Linked DNA regions of Sus scrofa: region 2 is linked to region 1. Evidence: chromatin contacts called from public HiChIP or PLAC-seq data. All regions are on one chromosome and are shown on one strand. Each heading gives the region's core, a stretch centred on a gene start, on an enhancer-like site or on the middle of the called end of the contact. The rest is flanking DNA. Distances are from core to core; before and after follow the strand shown. Region 1 holds the start of ZKSCAN5 (zinc finger protein with KRAB and SCAN domains 5). Region 2 holds the start of CYP3A29 (cytochrome P450 3A29).

Region 1 (5,035 bases), core at 1,200-3,699:
GCACAGTGGTTAACGAATCTGACTAGGAACCATGAGGTTGCGGGTTCGATCCCTGCCCTTGCTCAGTGGGTTAACGATCCGGCGTTGCCGTGAGCTGTGGTGTAGGTTGCAGACGCGGCTCGGATCCTGCGTTGCTGTGGCTCTGGCGTAGGCCGGTGGCTACAGCTCCGATTGGACCCCTAGCCTGGGAACCTCCATATGCTGCGGGAGCAGCCCAAAGAAATAGCAAAAAGACAAAACAAAAACAAAAACAAAAAAAACCCAGACCAACTCGATTTGCAATATAACAGAATACTTGGGAATAAACACACGATAGGTAACACACCTATAGGAAGAAAACTTTATTAAAATTTTTTTTCATCTTGGAGGTATACTTGACAAATATGTATATATTTAAGGTGTACAATGCATTTCATATAAATCTACACTGTGATAAGATCACAATCAAGTTAAATAGGATTCATTGCCTCACATGGGTTACAATTTTTTAAACTTTTCATTCCCTCACTCCCCTCCCCTCTGGCAACCACTTATTTGTTCTCTGTATGTATGAGTCTGTTTCTGTTTTGTTATGTTTATTTGTTTTGGGGGGAGGTATGTGGGTTGGCTGCGCCTGCAGCATGTAGAAGTTCCTGGGCCAGGATCGAACCTGCATTGCAGTTGCGACCTGTGCCATGATTATGGCAATGCCGGGGTCCTTAACCCACTGTGCCACCAGGGAACCTTCCTGCTTTTAGATTCCACATATAAGTGAAATTGTATGGTATTTGTCTTCCTCTGTCTGACATTTCACTTAGCATAATGCCCTCTAGATCCATCCATGTTGTCACAAATGGCAAGATATCATTCTTTTTATAGCTGAGTAATATTCCATTATCATTCATTCATATTTACACACATCGCATCTTCTTTTATCAATTCCTATATGAAGAAAACTTTAAGGATCCAAAAGTAGGGCTTTTTCCACAAGGGAAAGACATACCATTTTCCCGGATAGGAAAATCACCTTTGTACAGATGTCAGTTCTCTCTAAGTCAGTATAAATCACGAATGATTTTAATACAGAATTCTTCCCGAACCAGAAAAACTGAATCTTAATTGGAGAATATCAAAGGAACTAGGATACTCTGAAAAGGAAACAAAATTGGGGGGCACTCACTCTTAGAGATATTAAAACCAATGATTAACCTCAGTAAATGAACACAACATGATATTATCCCACGTGTAGACAAACAGACGAATGGAACAGTATAGAAAATTTAGAAACAAATCTCAAAACACATGCAAAATTAACTTGTGATAAAGGCAGCATCACAAATCAATGAGGAATAAAGATAGAATTTCTTGTAAATGTTGAGACAACCGACTAATGATTCAGGAAAAGAGAAAGTTAGATTTATACTTCCTCTCGTACACCAAGATACTTATTAATGGATCAAAGATCCACTTTTTAAAAGTGACACTATGCAATGTTCTGTTAAAATAAAAAACAAAGGTAGACCAGACTTGAAAATTTCTTGAGCAGACAAAACCAGTTTAGTCATAAGAGCAAAGTTTCATTTAGCTCATTTTGCAAGACAAGCCAGGCTAACTGACCTGGGTATTTCTTGCTTATGCCTCTGAAAATCCTCAGCAAGACTTACATTGTTCCCCCAACTCGATATGAAGTAACTACTAACCAATTCCCTCTAAAAAAAATTCTTAATACTGTAACCAATCACTGTGAAGAATAAACAGTCACCGTCTCCACACGATAGAAGATGCTTTATAACATAAAGTTTCTTTCCATGTTTGAATGCTACCGGTTTGTAAGCTTTTTGACGTGTGCACAATAAACTTTTACTAATTATTACTTCATTGATGTATTGCTTTTACTTCTGGTGTTTGTTTTGTCTGAACTTTTAACAATTTTAAATGTCAAAAGTGAAAGCATACAAATACTACATTGACCAAACATACCGCAGTGTCAATTTAAGCGTCTCCAGCGGAGATAGGTGACTTTCTGCAGTTCTTCATTCCCATAAGCTGGACCATGGCGCTAGCAAGGCGTTCTCAAAACCCCATTCCTGATTTGAGTGAAAATTCACAATAGACATTAAAACAAACAAAACTGTCCTGGAGTATCCAAGGATGTATGCCTTCTGATTCAGTGTCGGTTGGCCTCATTCATCTTCGAGACTCGTAATACGGTGACTCTCGTTCTGCCTGTCGAACAGCTTTGTAAACGGATAACAAAACGAGGGCTTATTAAAGATGGGACCCCCTTGGATCCCAGAGAAGCCCTGAATAGACGGCTCTTCTTTGAAAGGATGCGGTACTTCCGCCCCCACCCTCCGCAGCCCGTAGTAGACCCTATGCCGACGCACTCAGCCTTCCAATGCAGGCGCGGAAGAAACGCCTCCCAATCTCACATTTTGATAGGCTCGCGAGACCGAGGCTGCGAAGAGAGCCGTGGCCCTATTGGCTGAAGGACGTGGCCCGCGCGGCGCTTTCTGGGAGTGTAGTCCCTGGGGCCGCTGGCTCCAGGGGCTCGCGGGTCTGACGTCGGAGGTTTCAGCACCTGAGCTGACGGCTGTGGTAAAGAGGTGGGTGTGTCTGGAGGCAGGGTGCGGGGAGTGGCGAGGTTTCAGATGAAGAAACCAAACGGTCCATTAAAGAGAAGTAAGGGTGCGGGCTCGCCGAGAGCTACAGACCTACTTGGAACTGGGGCTCAGAGCGTGGGGCTGAAGGAGCGCAAGTCCCACGGCCAACCAGACAGTGGCAACTGTTGCCTTAGCAAGCCCTCGGGACATCTAAGGCCCCGTCCTCTGCCCCCAATCCAATAAAGGGGCGGGCTCGGGCCGTTTAAATGGTTTGGGGTTGAGTGAGGACGAAGGCGGGTCGGTTTTCTCTCCGGCCCTAGCAACGCTGGACCTGCGGATCGGTGGGCGGGGAACGGCTGTGTTTCTGGAGGTTGGACGGGCATCCTGGGCCGGCGCCCTATCTCCCCGCTGATTGGCCACAGCCCCTCGGGGGCGGGGTTAGGGCGGAGCCTGGGGCGAGCACTTCCCGCCCGCTGCGAGGAGAGGGCCTCCGGGATTCCTAGAGAGGACTCGGAAGTACTCTCGGGGGTGGGGTTTATGGCTCTACACCGTTGGTCAGGGACAGCTTGGACTTGCTTACTTCCGGCGAGGAAGTGTTGGGAAGTGTCGGGTTCGGCTTTCTCTTCGTTTGTGAGAAGAAACCCGTCTTCCCAGCCTTGGCCGCAGGAGCCTGGTCTTCCAGCAGAGCTCCCCGGGACTGGGGCCTTGAGGACAGGCCTCTGTGTCCAGACCATGGTCCTGTCCCTAACCTTGACCGGGCCGGTTTCCGTGGCTCGGGGTCAGGGGCGATTGTGAGGAATCCAGGTGCAAAATCGGTACTTAAAACCCTGGTTCTCTTCGGGACCCATGAAGTCTCCCGTTGGCCTGTCAAGCTCTTGTGGCTTGAGAAGGACAGGGCCAGTTTTGACCGTTGTACTGTTTTTGACCTCTGTTCTGACTTAAGTTGGCTTGTGGTAGAGAAGGAGCGGCTGCGTCTGGACTAGTTAGTAAGTTTTGTCCTGTTTTTTTTATATGAGATTTAATGCTCTTAAGCACTAAAATTGTATTTGATTAGGCTCGATGTCAAATTTTTATTGCTGTCCTTTACCCTTTTTCTTAATTTATTTTGTCCGCACCTGGGCCATGTGGAAATTAATGAGCCGGGGATAGAACTCCAGCCACCACAGCTGCCCCAGCCTCTGTAGTGACACCAGGTCCTTAATCCTCTGAGCCAGAAGAGAACTACCTCCTTTACACTTTTTCAGTGTTGGTCATTATTTTGTGGGTGGAGGGATGGCTGTTTTGTAGTACACTTTTTTTTTTTTTTTTTAGGTCCACACCCTCAGCATATGGAGGTTCCCAGGCTATGGGTCCAATCGGGGCTGCAGCTGTCGGCCTACACCACAACCACGCAGAATCTGAGCATCTTGGACCTACACGTCAGCTCAGGGCAACACCAGATCCTTAACCCCCGGCCAAGGCCAGGGATTGAACCTGCATCCTTATGGATACTAGTTGGGTTTGTTCCTGTTGAATCACAAGGGGAACTCCCTATAGCCCACATTTTTTTTTTTTTTTTGTCTTTTTAGGGTCACACCCTCAGCATATGCAGGTTCCCAGGCTATGGGTCAAATCAGAGCTGCAGCTGTCGGCCTACACCACAACCACAGCAATGTGGGCTCCAAGCCTCCTCTGCCACCTACACCACAGCTCATGGCAATGCCAGATCCTTAACCCGTTGAGCGAGCGCATCCTCACGGATGCTAGTCAGGTTCGTTAACTGCTGAGCCATGACGGAACTCCTGTAGTCCACATTTTTAAGTGTCGTTTCCGTATATCATTAGTTGTTGAGTTGCTGAGTGGTCATTTGTGTCCTCTCTTTGCTAATAATGGTTCCCAATGTACCAGTAGGTTGCAAGCTAATGAACGTGTCCTTCAGAAGATCTCAAGGAGCAGAGAACAAAGTTGATCCGTGCCCCCCGGCTTACCTGGAGAGCTCTGCCTCTGAGTTGGAATGATAATGACAGAATCTGGGGAAGTTATAGACTTAGACCTTCCAGCTGAGACGTCACAGGAGCAGGAGGACCTTCTCATAGTGAAGGTGGAGGAAGAAGACTGCACCTGGATGCAGGAGTACAACCCACCAGCGTTTGAGACTTTTTACCAGCGCTTCAAGCACTTCCAGTACCACGAGGCCTCAGGCCCCCGCGAGGCCCTCAGCCAGCTCCGGGTGCTCTGCTGTGAATGGCTGAGGCCTGAGCTGCACACCAAGGAGCAGATCCTGGAGCTGTTGGTGCTGGAGCAGTTCCTGACCATCCTGCCGGAAGAGTTCCAGACCTGGGTGAGAGAGCATCACCCAGAAAGTGGAGAAGAGGCTGTGGCCGTGGTGGAAAGTATACAGAGAGAACTAGAGGAACGAAGACAACAGGTAAGTGAGAGAGGGGACCTCGGAGCGATGAGGAAGGAGAGGAGGA
Region 2 (5,035 bases), core at 1,730-4,229, 300 kb after region 1:
ACAAACTAAGAATTTACATTTTTTTGTTAAAGTACAAGATGAGCCCCTTAGTACACAAATGAGAAAGTGAGATACATGGGGGCTGGGTGCCCTTCAGGCACAAATGTCTTCCTTCACAACCTCAGCACATCAGACTTTTCAAGTTAGTTGTTCTCTGCTGTGGAATGAAGGGGCCCCAAAACCATGTCCTCTGTAATTTCCCCTTGCAGATCAAGGCCATTTCACTGGTTAGAAGATGGTACTGGCTAGATTTTCGTCTCAAACCATGAAGAGCCTTTCTCCACTGAGTTAGATTCCAACCGACTGGACCAGGCCCTGAGGCAAATAGGGCAGCAAATGGTTCCATTAGCTTAGAGAGAAAACCATTGTAGCAGAGTATGTGTTTTGGAGGAAGATGAATGCATACAGTTTCCTCAACGGTTTTGTTTCCAAGAAGAATAAGAAAGGCTTTTAATTTGAGTGAATTAAGTTGTCAGTAGTTATCAGGTGACACCCTCATCTTCCATGCTGGATGTATTTTGTATATCTCTGAGTCAGGAATAGAGAGTTGAATCCTACCCAAGACCCACAGCAGCCTCATGACCTGCACCTGTCTTGGTTCTTCCTGTGATGAGAAGGAGTCTGTGGTTTGAGAAACACATGGGGAGCCCCTGGGCAGGGGTAACCACGGAGACAGGAACCCACATTCTAAGCAGTTTGCTGTTGCAGGCTTGGTTCTCCCTATTTCCCATAGCGACCTTCATCATGAAATGGCACACACTGAATACCAGCATTTCAGAGCAGCAGAAGACTTGCCAATCATTCTTCATATTAGCTTATTTATAACATGTTTTGATCCACAGCTGTTGGGAAGCTGTTGGGAAGCACGACACACACCCCAGAAAATCAAAGAGGGCAAGTGACAGAGCTGGGACTCACTGCATGCTACCAATGAGCCTCAGTTTCTACATGATTCTACTTCATGGTGCCCAGAGGAGGTACGAAAAGGGGACAGAAACACATGAGAATGCCTAGGACTTTCTATCCTACTTTGCCTCGGGATCATCTTTGAGCTTCCAAATTCTGTCCTTTGTTGATATTCCACCTTGCACCTTCTTCTCTCCTGGTTACCTCTCTTTAGGGCTCCACTTCCCAGAGATTCCAGAGGTGTGCCCCACTCTGGGCCTGGCTGTATGTCTCACTGCCTCCATGGGGAGGCTGCTCCCAAGGGAGGGGACTGTATGGCTTATAGCCCACAGCCCAGCACAGGACCTGGACCTGACAGTCACCCACTTGGCTTTGAATCAATGCACAGAGGAATAGGTATACTCACACATTACAATTTCCAGTGGCAGCTCTGGATTTTAAGAGGTGCCTCCTGGAGAAAGCCTGAACCCAAAGATGACAAATGATGATGGTAGAAATTTCATGCTGCACGACACATTCCCCAGAAAATCAAAGAGGGCAAGTGACAGAGCTGGGACTCACTGCATGCTACCAATGAGCCACTCACCCACTCAGGTCAGTGTGAGGCAGCTCTGGGGACTTTCGGGCCAGAAGAACTGAAAGTGAAAAAGGATAAAGAGAGAGAGAAGTGCACAAGGGCCGCTTAAATGTCTTCCATTTCCGTTGAGGTTTAAGAACATCAGAGGTTTGGTTTTTACATCGTCCATGGTTCTCTGCCAAACAGATGCAAAACTTGGTTCAGAGGGAGACTAATGAGCTGGATGAATTTCTCTCCCATCAGGTGTATGGCAGTGTCTCCCAGGTGACACCCAACTTCTAGCTGTCTATAGGACTCCTCCTACCAGCTGCATTAAAGAAAAATCCCTACTGGTCAAAGAGTGGGGCATCCAATCTGATGCCCTTTGCCCTGGATGAAAATATCATGCCAACATTTTTGAGACCTTTGTGCTGTATGAGCTACATCTCGGTGGATAAGGAGGTTGGGGTCCACTTGGCCATTGGGTTTCTTTCCTGCGTCACACCCTTCACACCCATTGTTTGAGAAGTGGTGGTCTTCCTATAGAGAGAGGTCCTTTCTTGTTTCACTTCTGTCTGACTCACTGTCTACTGCAAGACTCTCTCAGTGGGATAGAAATCAGCCCAAATTAATGTTTTTGGTATAGCTATCACCATCTCCTCCAAGTCCTGCATCTCTTTCTGGAGCCCTCTTGTCAATAGAATGCTGATGGATAATCTAGAATGTCCAGTGATGGTGGCCAAGGCCCACCAGGCCCTCTGTTGCATTAACTATCCAGGAATATGGTGTGGTCACCAAAGAGTCACAGGGAAAGGAAACACAGGGGCCCAGATTTCTCATGACGACCAATTCAAGTCTACCAACCTTTCTGATGCCCACCTCTGCTAGGTACCAAGGATGGAAGGGTGACTAATACTCAGACTGTGTCCACAACCTCGATCTGTAAGGGAACAGGTTTGGAAACAAACCAGGGTCCTGGAGGATAATAGAATTGTGCTCAGGCGGATAGGAATTGCCTAGAAGTGGAAGTGGTTATTCCTGGTAAAGGAAGCTGGTTAGGGATGACTCTAAGATAGACTATTCTTTCTGAGCTGAGATTTGAAGAATGAGAAGGTGCCTTATTGGGGAAGGAGGGGTATTTCTAGGCAGCGGAAACTGCATGGGTAAATATTTGTAGATATAGGTTGTCTGGAGGATTTCAAGTATTTTGGAGTGCAGGCAGCTTAAGGGAGACATGGCATTTTATAGGAGATTAATGGCTAGTGGTTTTATTTGAGTTCTGTAACCTTTGGACTTACTGATAACACTTATTGAGTTGTTATTGAATTCGCACAGAATATGAGTTCAAAGGAGGTCAAACTTGACTGTCCATGGTGCTTTGCCAACTATCAAGGGGGGGAGGGCTCCTGCAGGAAGAGCACTGGTGTTTTTTCACTGGCTGCAACCCCAGCTCCACCCACTTCCCAGCATATAAATCTTTCAGCCTCAGCGAGTCATCACTGGGTGTGAAAGCAGCAGGCAAAGCGCAGCACAACCAGCTAAAAGGAAAATCCGAGGAGAGAATCACGAGGACAGTGGCCATGGACCTGATCCCAGGCTTTTCCACAGAGACCTGGGTTCTCCTGGCTACCAGCCTGGTGCTCCTCTATCTGTGAGTAGCCGTCCAGACTTGTCTGCTCTGTAACCTTGGCCTTAGGTGTTAATCAGGTCTCCCTTTCCCTTTACTGATTTGAAGATCAGATTTAATGGAGGGAAGGGTGCTTAAGCTGTGGGTCCACAAACAGCAAAGGGAGTATTATTGATATTATTGACATTGACTCAGTCCCGTGGAAGGAGTAACCAACCTCCTGCCCCCAAGTGCCTATTTTCTGTAGTTGGCAGAGTTTAGTGACATTATTTGCTCCCAGGGAAGATCTTCTGGTGGACCACCCGTTTCCATGGACCAGAATCCACCAGAGGAAGATTTTAACCAATGGGTCCCTGTGCAGTGGGGGTACCCTTCCCTTCCCAAGCTCTGGGGGTCCTGGAGACATGAAGTCAACTGGGTTTTTGTCCCATTGTCTTCACCTTCTGGGTTCTGGGTCTGCTGCCAGAGATGTGTAGAGCAGCTGGCCCCTGTGTCACTCAGGGGTTCCTGGTCCCCTTTCTCCTACCCCAGGTGTCATTCACATAAGGCACCTGGTCACCCAGGGGCTGGAGACATTGCCCGTCTCTTAGACTCAGCTTCCCCCCCCACGCCATGCCCCCTCTTTGGCACTCATCTCTAAGAGTGCCATCCCCCACTCTTTCTATGCACAACTCTCTACCTCCCAAATCAGAAATCTGTAGAACAGAGGAGACTTGGCAGAAATCTGGATATTTTATTCATTTCTTTCACTTTTCCCTCCTATCTCTGGAAGGATTATCATTAACACAGAAACTTATTTTCCCTATGATATGAAATCTGCTCACGACCCATGCAAGTCCCAAACTCCAACTTGTATTATAATTATTTTTTCCCTTTAAGTACAGTACTAGACAAGGAATCACGGTCATCTAACAGTGTGGGATTCTTGACACCACAGAACAGGCTGGGAAAGGGATTACTTTAAAGGAGTGGGTAGGAAAGGCCCATCTCCATGTCACATTTGACTTCTATCTCAATTTCACTGTTATTAGAAAACAGCAAGAAGTCATGATGACATGAACTCTATAAATGTTTTAATTCTTGGAAAGTAACGATAGTGATTCAGGTATGTGCAACACGTTTTCTGTCTCCTGACATTTTAAAATTGATAGCTTTTAATTCATTCTTCATCATAGATTTGTTAATGATATAAGACAATTTCCCACATGTTCTTTCTAAAGGATAAAAGAGGTCTGCTTTCCAGTATTTTTGACCATAAAAGTTGGTAAATAAGCTCACACTTCTAGCATCATGTCAGGAAAATGAAATCTAGTATAAAAATGTATACTTCTGTGATATAGATTGTTTTAAATACACCTGCCAGCAGGTTATTTTAATCTCTCATGGGAGTTAAGTGTGCCTGGGAGCCAGTGATAATGGGGGAGGCATCCTGGGAGGGTCAGGATGCAGGGAAGAATAGTCCTCATTCCTCAGAGCAGACCTCCCAGAGATGATCGTCTGACCTGGTCCCACCAGAGGTCAGCAGAGTTGGCATCTCATCTGCTTGAAGCCTGGGGTGGGTCACCATCTAAGTCACATGATGTGTGGTCCATCTGGCCCTGGGGCTGTTATTAGGTAGTGTCAGTACCAGGCAAACGTCACAGTAGCCTTAGAAGATACTACTGCCGCCAAGAGTCAGTAGCTGCAGACAGTGTTTTCCTGATACCAGCACAGTGTGAACACAATAAGAATGATTGGCTTTATTGTAAGGCCCTTCCTTTTTACTCAAAGCAGCTTTCCCAAACCATGCGAAGCTGGAAAGCAATCCAAGAATTCACCCAGACCACACTCTGCCTTTATATGAAATCATGTGTGGTTAGACACTGGACCAGATCTTTCCTTGGGACCAATTAATTCAGACACATTCATTCAATGTTTTGGCATCACTTTAAAAAAAATTGAAAGTA

The links. HiChIP or PLAC-seq counts read pairs in DNA pulled down with a chosen protein or histone mark.
Region 2: a contact with region 1 is called in an H3K27ac HiChIP or PLAC-seq map of alveolar macrophages. The contact joins the promoter of CYP3A29 here to the promoter of ZKSCAN5 in region 1. A contact is called at or near these places in 1 of 5 promoter capture datasets (liver) and 1 of 2 datasets of contacts at active chromatin or transcription factors (alveolar macrophages).

Annotation. Positions count from the first base shown.
Region 1 is chr3:6,439,866-6,444,900 of Sscrofa11.1, forward strand. It overlaps ZKSCAN5 (zinc finger protein with KRAB and SCAN domains 5), which reads left to right and starts at 2,450. Exons shown (of 5, transcript XM_013995381.2): 1 at 2,450-2,585; 2 at 4,473-4,989. The coding sequence starts at 4,576. It overlaps LOC106509641 (a long non-coding RNA gene), which reads left to right. Exons shown (of 2, transcript XR_001307332.2): 2 at 1-3.
Region 2 is chr3:6,735,523-6,740,557 of Sscrofa11.1, forward strand. It overlaps CYP3A29 (cytochrome P450 3A29), which reads left to right and starts at 2,980. Exons shown (of 15, transcript NM_214423.1): 1 at 2,980-3,113. The coding sequence starts at 3,043.